Regions from separate parts of the Sander lucioperca genome. Here region 2 is linked to region 1. A link is a contact called in public Hi-C data. All regions are on one chromosome and are shown on one strand. The core of a region is the stretch at or near the end of the contact, and the rest is flanking DNA. Distances in the headings are between cores, read along the strand shown.

Evidence for each region. A called contact is a pair of places that touch in the nucleus more often than the background predicts.
Region 2: a Hi-C map of liver shows a contact between it and region 1, with 2.7 times the contacts expected there. The contact joins the promoter of scaf8 here to the promoter of tfb1m in region 1. A contact is called at or near these places in 2 of 2 Hi-C or Micro-C datasets (liver and muscle).

What each region holds. Positions count from the first base shown.
Region 1 is chr18:16,177,748-16,182,466 of SLUC_FBN_1.2, reverse strand. It overlaps tfb1m (dimethyladenosine transferase 1, mitochondrial), which reads right to left and starts at 2,652. Exons shown (of 8, transcript XM_031288610.2): 1 at 2,598-2,652; 2 at 1,223-1,369; 3 at 521-672; 4 at 181-289; 5 at 1-93. The coding sequence starts at 1,355.
Region 2 is chr18:16,337,597-16,342,058 of SLUC_FBN_1.2, reverse strand. It overlaps scaf8 (SR-related and CTD-associated factor 8), which reads left to right and starts at 1,596. Exons shown (of 20, transcript XM_031288687.2): 1 at 1,596-1,625; 2 at 2,855-2,938. The coding sequence starts at 1,596. It overlaps LOC118492914 (interactor protein for cytohesin exchange factors 1-like), which reads left to right. Exons shown (of 11, transcript XM_035994629.1): 11 at 1-1,351.

The DNA of each region.
Region 1 (4,719 bases), core at 1,403-3,902:
CTGTTCTGTTGGCTATGTTCTCTAGCCACTTAATGATGAGGGGAGTGGAGACGCTGAATGGGAGATTCCCTATGATGTGAAGGTTTGGTGGATCTGTGGAGCCACATATACACAGTTAAGTTCCATGGGTTTACTATACATGAACACCGTAACAGCTTTCAGATGATTTTATATTCTCACCTCCCTCCCATGGCTTAGAGATAGTTTCTGGGAATCCTCGGTCCATTCTGTAGGTGAGTATGTCCCCGTGGATGATCCTCAACCTCCCTGGTGCTGCCTCAGACAGCAGCTGTGGAAAATGGATGTGATATGACATTAAATGAGAAAAATTGAAAAAGGTGTTCAGAAAAACTAAATAATCATTAGTCACTCTGTAGGCGGCTAACGATTGCAGTTGAAAATGGATTGACTGCGCTCAAGAACCTGACAGCTGACGGTATTAGAACTTTTTCTGCCGAGTGACCAAATGAGCTTGATAACATTGTGCATAAGCCCATTTCATTGTAGCTGCTCAATTTACCTTCAGCCCTGGGATGAAGCGTGTATCCTTTTCCACCACAAGCACGTCCGCCGCCCCGGCATTGACAATAGAACGGGTGAGACCGCCGGGACCAGGACCCACCTCACACACATGGGCATCCCTCAAACTGCCTGCCTGACGCACTATTTTGTCTGCAAAGATGGAGATGGATGACAAACTCAATAGTGCGTTTCATCAATATTTTTGCATGTACACAATGACGTACTAACTTAGTTCAACTCATGCATCTTATAAATTAGACCATACTTTCCAATCAAATAACTTCATCAGAGTCTTGGGTATCTAAATTGAGATTAATAGTGTGTGATGTTACAATACCTGTCTGCCTATGTGTGATGAAGATGAGGTGCATTAATCTAACAGTCACCTTGTCCAAGGACAAGAGAGCAGATCAGACCTGCACTGCATCACTGATAATTATATTAAGGCTCAAGCTCCGCATGGGATGTAAACAACTGACTCGGTCCATTCACATTAGAAGATCTACTCAACCTCGCCCGTACAGAAAAGCCTGTCGGTTTCAATGCATCGAAACAAGGCTATGTGGAGCTGTGCAATCAAGTGCACTGACAAAACACACCATTGAGCCCTCAGTGCAGACATAGTACAGGAGTGAGCAGGTATTGGTGCACTGCAGATAGAGCGAACTGAAAGAAGAAAGAAAGAGTGAGGCAAACTAACCTGTGAGCTTCAAGTCCAACAGAAAGTTCTGGGAGAGCTGTTTCTCAGCTCGCAGGTTGTACAGCTTTATGAGCTCGCCTACAGTAGGCAAGGGAGGCAGACGGAAAGACGCCAGTTTCCCTGAGGCAGCCATCGTTCAGGTGAACACTGTGAGAAAACTAATAAACAAAAGGTGAGAAAAACTATGATTGATCAGCTTTCCTCAGCAGCAAAGAGATTCAGAAGCTAGACATAAATGTCTAAACATACTGTTAAGGGCAACATGTGAGGCATTAATGGTAATAATAACCTGTCAGTAATAGTATTCAAAAGACTTTGTGGAAAAATATGTAAGGTCAGGAGTGACCTTTTGAACTACAGACACTGAGAGGCATGTCCCTTTACAGGTCTATGATGAGTTGGCTTTATTTTAACATTCAAACATATTAATGTTTTCCCACAAATATGTTGCAAAGGACATAGTACGTGAAACAGCATGGTCCTAATCTATAGGTGTCCGTCAATTCTGGCAAACTTTTATCAATTCCAATTACTGCTTTATCAAGTCATGGGATTGTTTACCAATGTCTAGCCTGAAGCTTAAGGGGTCAGTGCTAAAAAGTGGACTGTTGAATGTTTGGGTTTGGGTCTTATAATAAGATCTCGTGCACCACCTAGTGGTGTTATAACAGAAAACTAAATGACCAACATAAAGACACAAAATCAGGTGTGTTGAAGACTGTTTCCCTGTCGATATGCGTTCCCCCTAAGGTTACTTTAAAAAAAACTCAACACTCCTGATCCTCTCCTCTCTCTTGTACATCTCCCTCTCTTTTCTTTGCGTTCGTGAACTCTCTAAACTTTTCCTCAACACCAAAGAACAATTTGTCGCCCATACAATCGTGCCAAATCCATATTTCATGTCATACCAAACCTTATACCTAATCACCTGTATAATGAGATGCTTAACCTAACCCCAACCTTACCCTACCCTAGTATCGCATTGACCTGACCACTAAAAATTTTGAAAACACGTTAGCAGTTAATCTAGTTTACGGCAAACAACATTATAGCATCATTGGCTAGTAACGTTACATTGCTGCACAAGAATAGCATTAGCTGAGTAATACAGTGACCTACAGCAGGCAGTCAAACAACCTCAAATTGGAACAGTTAACTTTAAACTTATGTTGACAGCTGACGGAGTTCTGACACAGTCTTTAGCATTGCAGCTAATGTTAGCTTCTTGGTCCAAATGCTGTTAAAAGAGCCCCTGGGAGGGCTATAAACTGAGGCGGAACACTTCATATTGTTTCTAAAAACCGAGTAAAAGACAATAATAACATATTATTATAATAACACATAATGAGGACAGAACGCTGAAAAAAACCTACAGGAGTCAACCCACGTTTCTCACCGGTGCTGTTTTCTTCCTTATATTTCCCTATACGTCATTCTATTGACGTCTGAGTATCCAATGAGCCCGCGAGAATCCTAATCCAAACCAATCAAATTCAAGGAGGCGGGGTTTTGCTTTGCCCTTGAAAAAACATTCATTGTTGATGTAATGGTGCTCAATAGCCAGAAGAGGGTGACAATTCAATGATGATGTTCTGTATTTATTTACAGTAAAAACAACGAAACGCATTATTGGTTGATGAACAAGAATACAGCTATTTCTTAATATTATCTAATGCAGACATTGAGGCCCACTCAGGCTTGTAAACACCCAATATGCCCTGTTATTGTAGGCCAATAAATTAAGCATTTGACATATCCATTATGCTGAACTAATTGAAACCTCTCAGCTCAAACGGATAAGCAGCCTGCCTCTTGTCCACTGCAGGGCAGAAATGTATTGTCTAAGTGTTTTATCATGCTGAAAGCCCCCCGTGGCCCTGTGGTCTCTCTCTCAACCCACGTCGGGTCACGGGTGTCAGAGCTTGAGATGGAAATATCCTTCTCCTCCAGGGTTTTGCAGATGAGTGGCAGCTCTGTCTCCTGCTGTGGCTGACCTTGAGAGAGAGCTTCAGGCCCTAAAGAGGGTCTGCTGCTATTGAGGGGTTTCTCAAAGTCACCTTCTTGACAGTTTACTCAATTTGTATGTAGCACAGCAATGCGACCAGGCTATTGATGTAGTCTAGAGAATCATGCATATATTTTCAGAATTACAAGATTCATCACCTGGGGCTCTGACTGTTCATATATAGCCTATAACATGTACAGTGCATATGTCCTACAAAACAACCAAAAGGTTATAGGGCACAAAAATGCCTCTTTGGTTATCATTCCAGCAATGATTATCTCACCATTAATTAAAAATAGTAATGGCTTTTACCTGATGACTGCAAAATAGCCACCAGACCTCCTGCTGCCGCCACTCCTTTTCCATTAGCAGTTGCAGTAGATGAAATCATGCCTACAACATCAGTTCCAGCTGAATAAAGGATATGACCCTCAGAGTTACAGGAGCCAGGACCATAAGAAAGCACCTACTCTAAACTGCATCATGCATGATTGTTCAGTGACATTTGCACATTTAAAGGTGCACTATGAGTTCCTGTATGGTTTCAGCGCAATTTCATTTTTGTCTCAAATGGTAGGCATCTCTCCTTGATCCGCTAGCTGGCTGCCCCCTGAATACACTGTGAAAAAGCCCGGTCTCAGGAGACAACACAGGGGTCGTAAACGTCAAACAAACACCAGAGGCACAGGCTGTGCACCAAAATACAACAAACCACGTTCCAGCCAATCAATGTCAAGATGGTTGGGGGAGGGGGTGGGGGTTAGTGACAGTTAGTCAGTTAGTCATGACAGTTACGGAAACATGGGGGGAGGGGCGAGCTTGCTCTGTTTTGTTTGGAATTTACTTGGAACGTCAACAGAAGTGACCATGCAGGAACTCATAGTGCACCTTTAAGTGTATTAGACACAATGGGGTAAGCTTCTCCTCGGACTGCGTACCTCCTATGGCGCCATTTTGATGCTACCAAGCCATCACCTCCCGTTAGCATTCCACTGACTGCCATTCATTTTGGCGCCACTTTGACAGCGAATAACTTTACATCTGAAGTGTTTAAAGACTCTATTTGTTCATTGTTTATTTCTAAAAAAAACACGACAATGTATAAAGGGCTCCATTACCTTGTACCTCACGTTGTGGCTCCGTAGCAGGCGTTTTTGTAAAAATAGGCTAACAATTGTGTCATAACCACGCGACTTACTGTCGCACAGTAGAGAAATTACCGTATAGTACAGGAGAAGCTCGCAGGCAGTTTTGTCTCACCTTAGCTGTTTAAGTGTAATTACTAATGTTAACTAGCAATAATTAGCCTGTGCCTATGTTATCTCCTTACATATACCTACGCTCACCGTCTCTGCAAGATTCGGAATGACTGAGATTTCTCTTGGCACAGCTACCAGAAGACTTACAACTTTCAGACAGGTTGCTCACGTCACATTTACGTCGTCTCTCTCAGTTGGAGGCTGCGCAGTAACGCTCAGCCATCACCGGAAAA
Region 2 (4,462 bases), core at 347-2,846, 160 kb before region 1:
CCTCATGACTGGTGTCTGGACCTGGAGGACTTTTACATTTACACACACCCAACTGCTGTTTTCAATTGAGACTACTGTTCCATATCAGCTATTCAACAAGTAACTGGATCAATGAAGAAGAGTGTTTTTAGTTCCTAAATGGAGATGATGCAGACATTATATGATTAGCAGGTCACATTAAAATGTGAAATGTGTCTTAGTATTACTTTTACTGTTTGTTTTGTAAGATCAAATTTTACAAATGATTGTTTTATGTTGTAATTTTATAAATCTATGCATAAATTGTTTTAATATTTGGAATGATGGAGTATGTTTTAATAATTGATCCATTGTTCTCTGCATGGAAACATTTGTGTTTATAGTAGTTTCCATCTACTTGATCGATCTGATTTAATCAGTGAACACATTTTAACTGTTTTCAGTCAATTATTGGTGCCATGCACCATCACTGCCTGTTACACATGGTTTTTACAGCAACTGTTTTGAATGATTGGTGTGTTTGTTCAGCCAAGAAATTATATCATCATGCTTCATCATACTATATCATTAAGACTTTCCAAACTGAACACCAGGGCATGCGCTAACTGAATAAATGTTGGTCACAAGTCATGATAATTTCAGATTTTAATTTTAAGAGTCAAAGTGTCAAATCATTGTTACTGCAATGTAATTTAAAGCCAAGACATAAGAAATCGCATCAGTTTCAGAAGAAAATGCTATGTAATTATGTATTCTACTTAACCAAAGCATACTATTTTTAGATGATGAATTCCAACCTTAATGCAAACATGCTTTGGACTTTTTTGACAACAAGCACTGACAGTAACAGACAACTTAATTTATATTTTATTGCAAATGTGAAAAATATTTTATTACTAAACAATGGTATGCAGTCTATTGGACCTAAGGCAGGATGTAGCAGTTTTCGTTTGCATTTATACACAGGATGCATGGTGGATAATTCTCAGGAAAAAAATCTAATATTGTTCCTGAAGGCAGACCACCCCAGGCCCTTACAAACAAGTTCAACAGACCCACATAAGCAGAAAATTATGAGGTCATTCAGATACAGACATCAGGCATAATGTGACTGTGCACAGTGGAGCACAGCCACAGCTCCAGAAAGAAACATGTTTAGGAATGGCCAGCAGGGTCATCTGACATCAACACCTACTGGTAGGGGCTCAACCAAGCTGAATTATGTTTCATATGTTGTGCATGTTAAATTTTAACTTGGTGTAAATAGTTGTACATGGATGTGTGTTGTTAATTCTCTTTGATATCGATTCTGGTATGAAAGTCAGTGTGCTTGTTTGTATACAGGGAAATAAAGTGTTTTTTCAAGAATGAACATTTTCCACTTTATTTATGTGGTCAATGTCACCAAAGATGAGATGTGTTTGTGTAGACATTTTGGTACTACTTGTAGTGTCCCGAAACAGACGCTAGGAGTCGTCGGTCTCTGCAGATTTCCTACTGAGGTTATGCGCCATATTGGCAGTCTCCTCCATCTCACTAAACGTCGAGCATGCATGTCTCTAACCGGTTATTGAGGAGATATCTGTAAATATTTACAGTCAACTGCGAGCAAAACTATGGAGGCCGTCAAACACTTTAACAATGAGGTTTGTTTGAAACCCTTGCACAATTCTGAACACAGTGATAGTAGAAAATGTCTTATTCACATTTGCGGTAGCTAGTATGCTAACTTTAGCATCAAATAGCAGGAGAGTAGGGTAGTCTCACACAAGGCCGTTGTCTGCACAATAATACAGCGACAACGTTTAATTATTCTGTGTCTAATTCATGTTGACTGTACTGTTAAGAGATTATATTTCTTAACACATCTCGTGTTTGGTTGCAAGTCTATGAGAAAATATTTTCCACAGACTGGTGCTAACGGTAACTAACTAGCTAGCTAACGTTAGCTAGCTACAAGTTAGCAAAACCGCCTCAGTTGCGAGATAACTTGGTGAGCTAACTAGCTAATATGGACGTGGGTAAAATACTTCGCAGTCACTGCCTTTTTGCCAAATAATTATTTCCATGCAATTCTGGCCGAATTAGCGTTAGCTTCCTAGTGTAACGTAACTGTTGCACAGAATATAAACTAACCTTACTTGAGCTAAGCTAGTACTATTGCATAGGTAGCTTCATAGCTAACGTTAGGTTAGCTAACTGTTCAAAGCTAGTCGCGCTAGCGCACCCATTTGTCGTCATTGACAAACGTTATTATGCCAAAAGACTTAGCTAAGTGTTCATTCAAGCTCGATCCGGCGATTCGCCGCAGGCTTGTGCAGCGGTGGGAGGATCACTTAAATTTGTGTGACGTCCTGTTGTGTTCTTTAACCCCCCAATGTAGCTAGCTACGACAAGTAACTTATAATTTCACAATTAATGTTTTCCGTCAGATCATTTTATGTGATCGATATTTCCGAACGCACTTGAAGGCAGCTTAATTTCACAGAGAAAGAAACAAGATCTGCGACTGTGCTTGGCTTGTTGCAGGAAACAATCAGCTGTTACACAAACGCATTGACAGTGAAGTGCCTGTATATCATTTTTTTAAACTCTCTTTTGGCAGCGATAGAGACAGTGATGTTTACTGTTAACTGTATGAGACTCTCTCACACCGCCTCAAAACAGATTGCCAAGTCTGATTGGCGTTACGTTATTGGCCACTGCAGCGTGACGTCAGGTTGCGTGTCTTTCTAGCTTGCAGACTAGAGGCATGATGCTTTGGACTACTGCTTGTTCATATAACTGTTAGTCGTTTACAGACTATTAACAGAACATTTTACTAGTAACATTTAATGACAAAATATATTCTCTGTTGTCTCATTTCATTTTTCAGCTGTACTCATTGAACGAGTACAAGCCACCAATCTCCAAGGCCAAGATGACCCAGATCACCAAGTCTGGAATCAAAGCTATAAAAGTAAGTATGTAGTGTTAAAGGATGAGGCAGGTAATGGGGAATAAAGAAATGCTCTCAAATTCTTAAGTTAAGAAAAATATATATGCATAACCATCCAGCTATGGACATTATTTTTCTAGTTTTCATGTTTAAACCTAGGTAAAATTACTCGAGAGAAAAAGCAGGTTCACAACTTTTTTTCAGTATGTAGTAAGACATTAAAGGCATCCATTTCAGTTTTACAGTAATAAATTAGAAGATAGTAAGCAAAATGTTAAACAGATATTGCCATTTTATTCCCAACAAAGAACGCGTTTAAGCCACAAACTGCATTATCATATGTCACAAGGGTTTTTAAACATCATTCAAATAACATCTAAATACTACCTTTATAAGGGCCAATTTGTGGTTGATGAAATACAAAATACTAAACTCAAGCTAACATGGAAACAAAGATAAAAATGCAAATGTAGACTATGTGGTGTGATGTCAATTATACAACAGTAAAATTATTATGCTAGTGGTGGTATGCCCTCATAGTACTTCACAAGCTGCTGATCTCCTTATCGCAATGATTTGATCCATTATAAATCTGTCAGCTCAGATAAACTCATCCACACAACCTAGTGCATTGTTTTTGACATAATTTTATCCTTGTGAATCAGTTTTTTTTAATAACAGCTAAATAATGCAGCCTCGTAAGAGACTGTGAAGGGCTCGTATAAGCATATCAAGTTTTCATGACTATTTCCTTTCACAAATACAGTACCAGTCAAAAGTTTGGACACACTTTCTCATTCACTGATTGCATAACCTAAAAGTAGTACAAATACATCTGTTGTTCTTGAAGTCCCTCTTTGTTTTATGTGAAGCCTTGAGACTGAAACTCACGTCACACCAGCATGTAGATGGTAGGTTTACAAATAAGGCAGGCAGGGAGAAAGTGTTGTTGGGTTAGTGGAAGGAATTTAGATCAGAGGCGAAACGAGCAAGGAAGCCAAACATGTAAGCATGATGCATATTAGTCTATGTACTGTATGTTTTTCTCAATACCCAAGTTCCCTATGGGACACCCATAATATGCTAGGGCTGCTCGATTATGGTGAAAATCATAAGCACTATTATTTTAGTCAATTGTAAGATCACGATTATTTAACACGATTAATCATTGACTTTGGAAAGATCATGCAATTATTGAACTTTACAGTGGATTTTCTAGAACTTTATATATAATTCAGCTGGGGAAAAAAGAGAGAAAATGAGAAATTATAAAAACTATAATGCAAGACAAAACGAGTGCATCATTGTGAAACTGAATGCGACACAATAGTTTTATCTCAATTATCTTGTTTTCATAATCGTTGGAAGCCAAAATCATAATTAAAAATAAAATTTGATTAATCGCCCAGCCCAATACTATGCCGTACCATGAGAAGAGCCCATCATGTTGGCGCTGCACAAACAATTTTTCATACAACTGGACTAACAACAAATTTTGCTTACCTCAGATAATATGTGTTGGGGGTATTAGGTAGAGGGCTGAGA